2 separate regions of the Mus musculus genome follow, and region 2 is linked to region 1. Evidence: chromatin contacts called from public HiChIP or PLAC-seq data. All regions are on one chromosome and are shown on one strand. Each heading gives the region's core, a stretch centred on a gene start, on an enhancer-like site or on the middle of the called end of the contact. The rest is flanking DNA. Distances are from core to core; before and after follow the strand shown.

What was found. HiChIP or PLAC-seq counts read pairs in DNA pulled down with a chosen protein or histone mark.
Region 2: an H3K4me3 HiChIP or PLAC-seq map of embryonic basal ganglia shows a contact between it and region 1, with 5 times the contacts expected there. The contact joins two enhancer-like sites. A contact is called at or near these places in 8 of 39 promoter capture datasets (embryonic stem cells, frontonasal cranial neural crest, hippocampal neurons and 4 more), 11 of 115 datasets of contacts at active chromatin or transcription factors (astrocytes, bone marrow-derived macrophages, embryonic basal ganglia and 6 more) and 1 of 9 other capture datasets (embryonic stem cells).

The regions. Positions count from the first base shown.
Region 1 is chr5:20,151,985-20,155,135 of GRCm38.p6, reverse strand. All of the region lies in intron 3 of Magi2 (membrane associated guanylate kinase, WW and PDZ domain containing 2), which reads right to left. Among named protein-coding and RNA genes, the nearest start is that of Gm25761, 39 kb to the right of the region's middle. Within about 2 kb of position 1,610, at least 11 of the 459 cell types and tissues checked have an H3K27ac peak or open chromatin away from gene starts, as enhancers often do. A contact at or near this core is called in embryonic basal ganglia and hippocampal neurons, where this site is marked.
Region 2 is chr5:20,700,745-20,703,895 of GRCm38.p6, reverse strand. It overlaps Magi2 (membrane associated guanylate kinase, WW and PDZ domain containing 2), which reads right to left. Exons shown (of 23, transcript NM_001170746.1): 23 at 1-1,826. The coding sequence ends at 1,770. Among named protein-coding and RNA genes, the nearest start is that of Gm52763, 21 kb to the right of the region's middle. Within about 2 kb of position 1,520, at least 415 of the 459 cell types and tissues checked have an H3K27ac peak or open chromatin away from gene starts, as enhancers often do. A contact at or near this core is called in embryonic basal ganglia and hippocampal neurons, where this site is marked.

The DNA.
Region 1 (3,151 bases), core at 361-2,860:
CCACTGAACCACAGTGAAGAAGATTTCAAGTAAAGATTTTGTGAACCTTGATGGCAATGTACTTGTTATATGATACTGTGTCTCCTTTATTCACACTCATAAAGACAACTGTTCATGCTCAGCATAACCCAAGCTGCCATCTTTTTCACAGGCACTTTGAACAGTGCAACTAACCAAGTCTCTTAATGTTAACGTCCCACAGAGAAAGTAAAGACTCTATCTACAGAAATATATAGACTGTGTCTTGTCTTTTATTCTATGGATTTTCTAAGCAATCATATCAATTACTTTCTTCTTGCTGTGTTAACATACACCTGACAAGAAGCACTGTGTGTGTGTGTGTGTGTGTGTGTGTGTGTGTGTGTGTGTGAGTCTATTTTAGCTTGCAGTTTGGGAGGGTGTGGTCCATGTGCTGTGGTGTGGTGGTAGCAGTATCCAGAAGCAGCTGGTAGCATTGTATAGGTGGCAGGAAGCAGAGAGTGATGAATTCTGATGTTCAGCTACATCTCTGCTTTGTGTAGTCTGGAACCCCAGACAGGGAATGGTGCTCCTCAAAGTTAGGATAGATCTGTCCACTGCAACTAACTAAATTTAGAACATCTCTAACAGATGTCCACAGTCTCTGTGGTGAGGCTAGATCCATTTAAATTGACAATGAATATTAAAAATCATCTGGATCATTTTCCTTAACATCTAGTTTCCATAGTGACAGGGGCATAGTCTGACTCTAGAAATCTATAGACTACATGATGCAATTATACAGGATTTTCACCATTCATTAATAGATCTTTCGTTATTATTCCTTTAGTTTTAAAATTGGTCCATTTTTCCATTATATGGAGTTCTGTAAACTATACAAGTTCAGTTCAGACTAAAGGAGGAGAATTAATAAATATTTGCTGTGAATAAATTTAGTAAAGTTGTAAATGTTCAGATACCCATCAAAAATGGGAAGCCTACCTCCCTTGACTTCATACAGGAATTTCAATTGATTCTGTATTCACTTCTAAATATGTGTAGTAATATTATTTATTCTACTATTAAATTTTTATCTCAACCACTTGGTACCTGTAGGATTTGAAGCAACATAATTAACTTCTCTGAGCTTGGACTCATGTAAGGGTTAAAAAGAAATTGCCTGAATTGTGGAAATGTTGAGCTACTAACAAACATATGGATGTTGGTTCAGCACCCAGGACAGTGCCTAGAATGCATCTGTGACTTAGTGCTCAGTAGCTGTATTACAATTTGTATAGCGTGCTTTTTCATGCAGCCAGAAGAGTGTATTCCAGACAGTCTCTTATTTCTTTGGTGTAGCATTTAAAGGGTGGTGGAATGCTGAAAACATCGTTTTATCCTGCACTAATGCATATGAAGTTTACCTTATTTGGGGGTATTTCCTTTTAATTTTCTTATTCAGTGGTCTTGTTACATAAGCTTGTGAGCTTTGAGACCTTCCAAGTTTCTTCCAAAAGATCTGCTGTCAAGCCAGCTGTCTTGCTTGTGCCTCCTTTTGTGAGATCTGCTTGCTTGACTTACTTAGTTAAAGCATTCCCCTTGACGTCTACTTTGCATCTGATTCATATTCCCAGCATGGCTGAGCTGAGAGGCACATGCTTAAAAACTCCTCCTGCTGCATGTCAACTTTGAGAGCAGGCATTTCTGAGGAGACTCTCCTGAAGAACCTTCCAGGCTTTGATAGGGCCCAAGAGCAACTTGCCATGCAGCTGCTGGGCTTGCAGTGAATGACATGCAAATGTACAATGTAGCATGAGGGCACACACAGGGAGCTTTTACGGGTCCCCTCTGCCCAGGAGATAAAGGCCCAATTTGCCTTGAACCATTTTATTGGGCAAATTCTGTTTAAAAAATATAAAAGTTATAAAGAAAGCTAACCATAGGTTCTCATGTAGACATTTACTTTCCTTTTCACTCAGAAGTACTTTGGTGAAAACATTTAGCCTCCATGGAGGTGAAAAGCAATCTTATGAAACTGTACAGGTTAAAGTGAGACACTGCAGTAGTGTGGGCAACAAAAGGCTATCTGTAGCTGCCAAGTTTTAATTACTTATTTCAAGAACTGTAGACCTATGATTAATCCTACCTAAAACAGGCATGCAGTGGTTACTTGTGTTTTGAACACTGGGAAGGTGGGGGTATGTCTGTTCAGCCAACTAGGGTGTCCTGGGCAAAAGCGGAACATGAATCCAAAATCTATTGAAAGCAAGTTCAGTGCTGGGCATTGCAAATGCTAGCAACAAATGTAAAGATGAGAAAGAGGTTGAGTGTTAGGGTCACAGGTCCAAAACCAAGAGAATTGGAGCACAGGGACAGATTGGCCACACTGGGCCAGTGCACAATGTGTGATTGCTGTAAATGACAGTAGGTCTGTTTTTTACTTTTACAGAAGGAAGGAGCAGGAAGAAACAGTCTTAAAAAATGTTAAGAGATGGGAGGAAAATGCAGAAGTTATAATAATATTAAAGTACAACAAACATCCTGTGAGTGCCTGAACTCAGGTTTTATATGGAAGCAAAGTATTATCTGTACCCATTGGTCAGTGACCAGTCTGTCACTTATGATGTACTCTGACAACATTAGCATGGTCACAGCTCCATTTTAGGAATCACAATATAGCTAATCATTCACGCGTTTAAATAACTATTTGCTACACCTGAATGTTATTCACTGATGGAAGAAATATGTTTATAGTTAGATATGCACAATGTGAGAGGTTGGAAATGCAGCTGACGTCACTGCCCAAGGTGCTGAGTATCAACAGGAAAATGCTAAGGTAAGCTCAATGTCCTTCAAATAAAAAACGAAACAAAACAATTTGAGGGCTTCTGTGGTTAAAGTGTTACTGGCAGAAAGCAACCCTGCTTCTGTAAACAGAATACAATGTGTTTTGTTCACAAGTTTAACAACTCAGGCTTAATAATTCAAGAGCCAAATTAGATGTTTATCTCATGATAGCTTACTAAGGATTATGTTCTTACATTGCTCCAAACACTGTATTTCAGGATGTATAGATCCAGTAATACGTTTTTTAAAGTAGCAATTTTTGTAAATGAGTAAACTACAGCTCAGGAAATTATGTTGCCCCAAATCACAAAGCTCCCAAGTGACAGAGATGGATTTGAGTCCTGGG
Region 2 (3,151 bases), core at 271-2,770, 550 kb before region 1:
GTTAACGTTTGACAGTTTTTACTGCAGGGACAATCGCTGACCTGCGATGGTAACCCGGGGACATAAAGGTGCATCTATAGATTGTTAGTGTAACAAAAAGCATTAGCAAATTGGAGGCGAAAAGCTACAGGTGGAAACAAAAAGGAGATCAAATAAGGAAAGCAGAAAGGAATGCCAAAGGACTTATGTTCTTTAATGAAAATAAATTAGTTATCATAATGCTTTCAATATTAGAGATTCTAATTTGAGAAATATAGGACAAATACTTTGTCAAAGTGCAAATGAAGAGCTTTAAAATAAGACAATCAAATAGGTAAAATAGAAGATTGCTAACAGAGCAGCTACGTATCTCTGAGTGCCTGGGATGACAGGAAGCCTTTTCAGGAAGGAACTGCAGCGTTGTCAATCTCGATTAAACAGATTATGGTCTTTTGATTATCAAACTCATTATTTTAGAGGCAACCAATTAGGATCTACGAGCTAACCTGCAAAATTCTGACTTACGGCAAACTGCTCCCTAGGATACAATTTTTAAAACCTTTTTTCCCTACTACTGAAAATGTACAGAAATGTGACTTGACCACAGAAATGGCAGTAAAAAAGGCATCACACCAATGAATTCACTAGGTTTCTAACTCATCCTGCAGTAGGCAGGGGACGCTGCTGCTAATACCGTTGGTGGATGCTGAAGGGGGAGCCATGGAAACGTAGCATGGGAGAACAGTTCTGGATGTTTCAAAGAAACCCTTTATCCCCTGTCTAGATATGTCAAGAACGATTTATTTACAACACTTTAGATCAATTAAAAGATATAATCTTGTCTCAGTTTCCGCTTGCTCCGTGCAGTTTGATTTTTTTTTAAGGCGATATTCCAGTTTGTGATTGCTCTGAACTTGTCCAGTTTCTTGATATAAAGTTTGGATGACATCCAAATCCTTCATGCAGTGGGGGGAACTTTTTTCTTTTTCTCTTTTTGAATCTAAAGCTACACTGCACTGTCTCTCTGTGATGTTTGCGTGATTTTGGTTCTTCCGTAGCTGCCAAAGCTCCCACCATGGAACCGGGGGCTTTAGGATCAGTTTAGGTCTGCCTGCGCGCACACCGTGCCGTGCCGCCTACGCGCGTCGCACGCCGGCGCTCCCGGGCTTCGGCGCCTCGTATAGATCTATGCGTGTGACAGTGGAAATAAATTAAAACGCCGTGAGACGGAACCCAGGAAGATCGGCCTGCGTGGAGGCGGGCGGGGGCCCCTCGCCTTGGGGCTCATCTGCCCGCGGCCGAGGCGCCAGGCTGCAGGGCGCCCGGCAGCTTGTCGGAGCCCGGCACCTTCCAGGGCCCCGGCGCCATCGTCGCCTTGCGCGCTGGGCCGCCCCCCGTGGGCCGCGCTGCGGGTCGGGCCCCCGAGCGCACACCCACCTTGGCCTCGGCCTCCCGCGCGCCCGCGGCCCCGAGGCCCTCACGCCGGCCGCGCAGCGCCTCCTTCCCGTCGGCCGCCTCCGAGGCGGGCCTGCCGGCCTCGGGCCGCCCCTGGCCGCCGGGCACCTCCTCCAGCCTGGGCCGCGCACTGCGCTGCGGGCTCGCCGAGCGCTCCCTCTGCTCCCCCAGGCGCTGCTTCTTCTGGCCGCCGGCCGAAAGCTCCTTTGGTTTCCTAACGTCGTGTTCCCTTTGGATATCCCAAGTTGGGTCTGGGCCTATCTGGTGGGAAGGGTCGGAGGGTGGGGCTGGATGTGATGGAGAGAATGGAGAGAGGATGTCTTCGAGGGAGACGCCTACTTCCGGCAGGCCTGGGGCGGCGGCAGCGGCAGCACTCCAGGCGTGGGGTTCGTCTGTGGACAGGAAGCACAGGCGTTAGGGCGCGCCGCGTCCCCGCGCTCCAGCTAACTCCCCCACCCCCATGCCGGGGACCCGGGCTGGCAGCCAGGCGGCTGCTCTCAAGGGCCCCGCCACATCCCTCAACTGCCCAGAGGGCAGCCAGCCGCACCCCGGGGTTCCGTCCCCCACCCGTCCCGGGCAGCCATCGCTCAAGAGTTCAAGGCACAGCTCGGGCCTAATCCCTTTGCCTCAGTCTGCTCTTAATTTCTGGGGTCACGCCTAGCATGGCCACTGACTTGGCAATAAATCACCGGTTCTCAGACCTCACTGTGGAAATACAAGTTGCCCAGCGACCCAGCCCAGCAGGTCCCAGCAGTATAGAGACCAGGTGCTCCTCTGTTTTTAGCAGGCCTTCTGCGATTCTTGGGATGGATCTGAGTCCTCCTCAAAGGAGTTGGGTGTGTGATTTTCTCAGCCGTTAGGTGTCGCTCAAAGCATAGTTCTCAGCAATTGCCTAATAACCTTGGGATTTGGATTGATTCATCTGAAAACTATCATTGCTTTCTTGCCCGAAAAGAAAATCATTGTCTTTGATTTTTTTTTTTTTTTTTTTTTGTAGTTTTAACATGGATGGCTCCTAGACTAAGATAAACGGGACTGATTCTAGAAAGCCTAGCTTTAAGGCCATTGAGGATTTACTCTGTTGCCTTCCAAGCAACTATGTTGACTTTCCAAAAAAGTATATATAACATAAAACAAAACACTGGCCGGAAACCAAGTAGGGGGCAGATGTGTTGGATTCAGTGAGTTAGTTATGACCACCAGCAATAACATTTCCCTGGAATTTTCTTACCCCAAGGCAAAATCAAGCAGGGAAATTCAATACAGGAACCCTTGATATTTGTGAGGAAAATGTCTCATGACCTTTGAAAAGATCTTAAGTTTTATAATTCTCAGAATGTTATTTTCTCTAAGGAATTAGTATATGAGTGGGACACAAAGAAGCCACATTTATATTGAGTTCTGGGTGGCTGTTGATTCTTTTCCACTAGTAGGTGGTAAGGTTAGTGATCTTGAGTCCGCCCAGCTCATGAATACCAGGAGCCTGCTTTGTTTTAAAGTTGAGATGTGTATATGGTACTTCTTCTGATGGTGACTTAGACGAGGACAGGAAGAGGACAGTGGAGTTGCTCTCTTCCCCAACAGTTCTGGCCACCTTTAAACTATCAGAGTAGTTGCACACACTTTGTCCTTTGCTGTGAGATCTGAATAGGTCACTCTGAGTACAGCCTTATCTTCCTTCTCTCCATAAACTGATGTCCATGAATCTTTTCAGTTT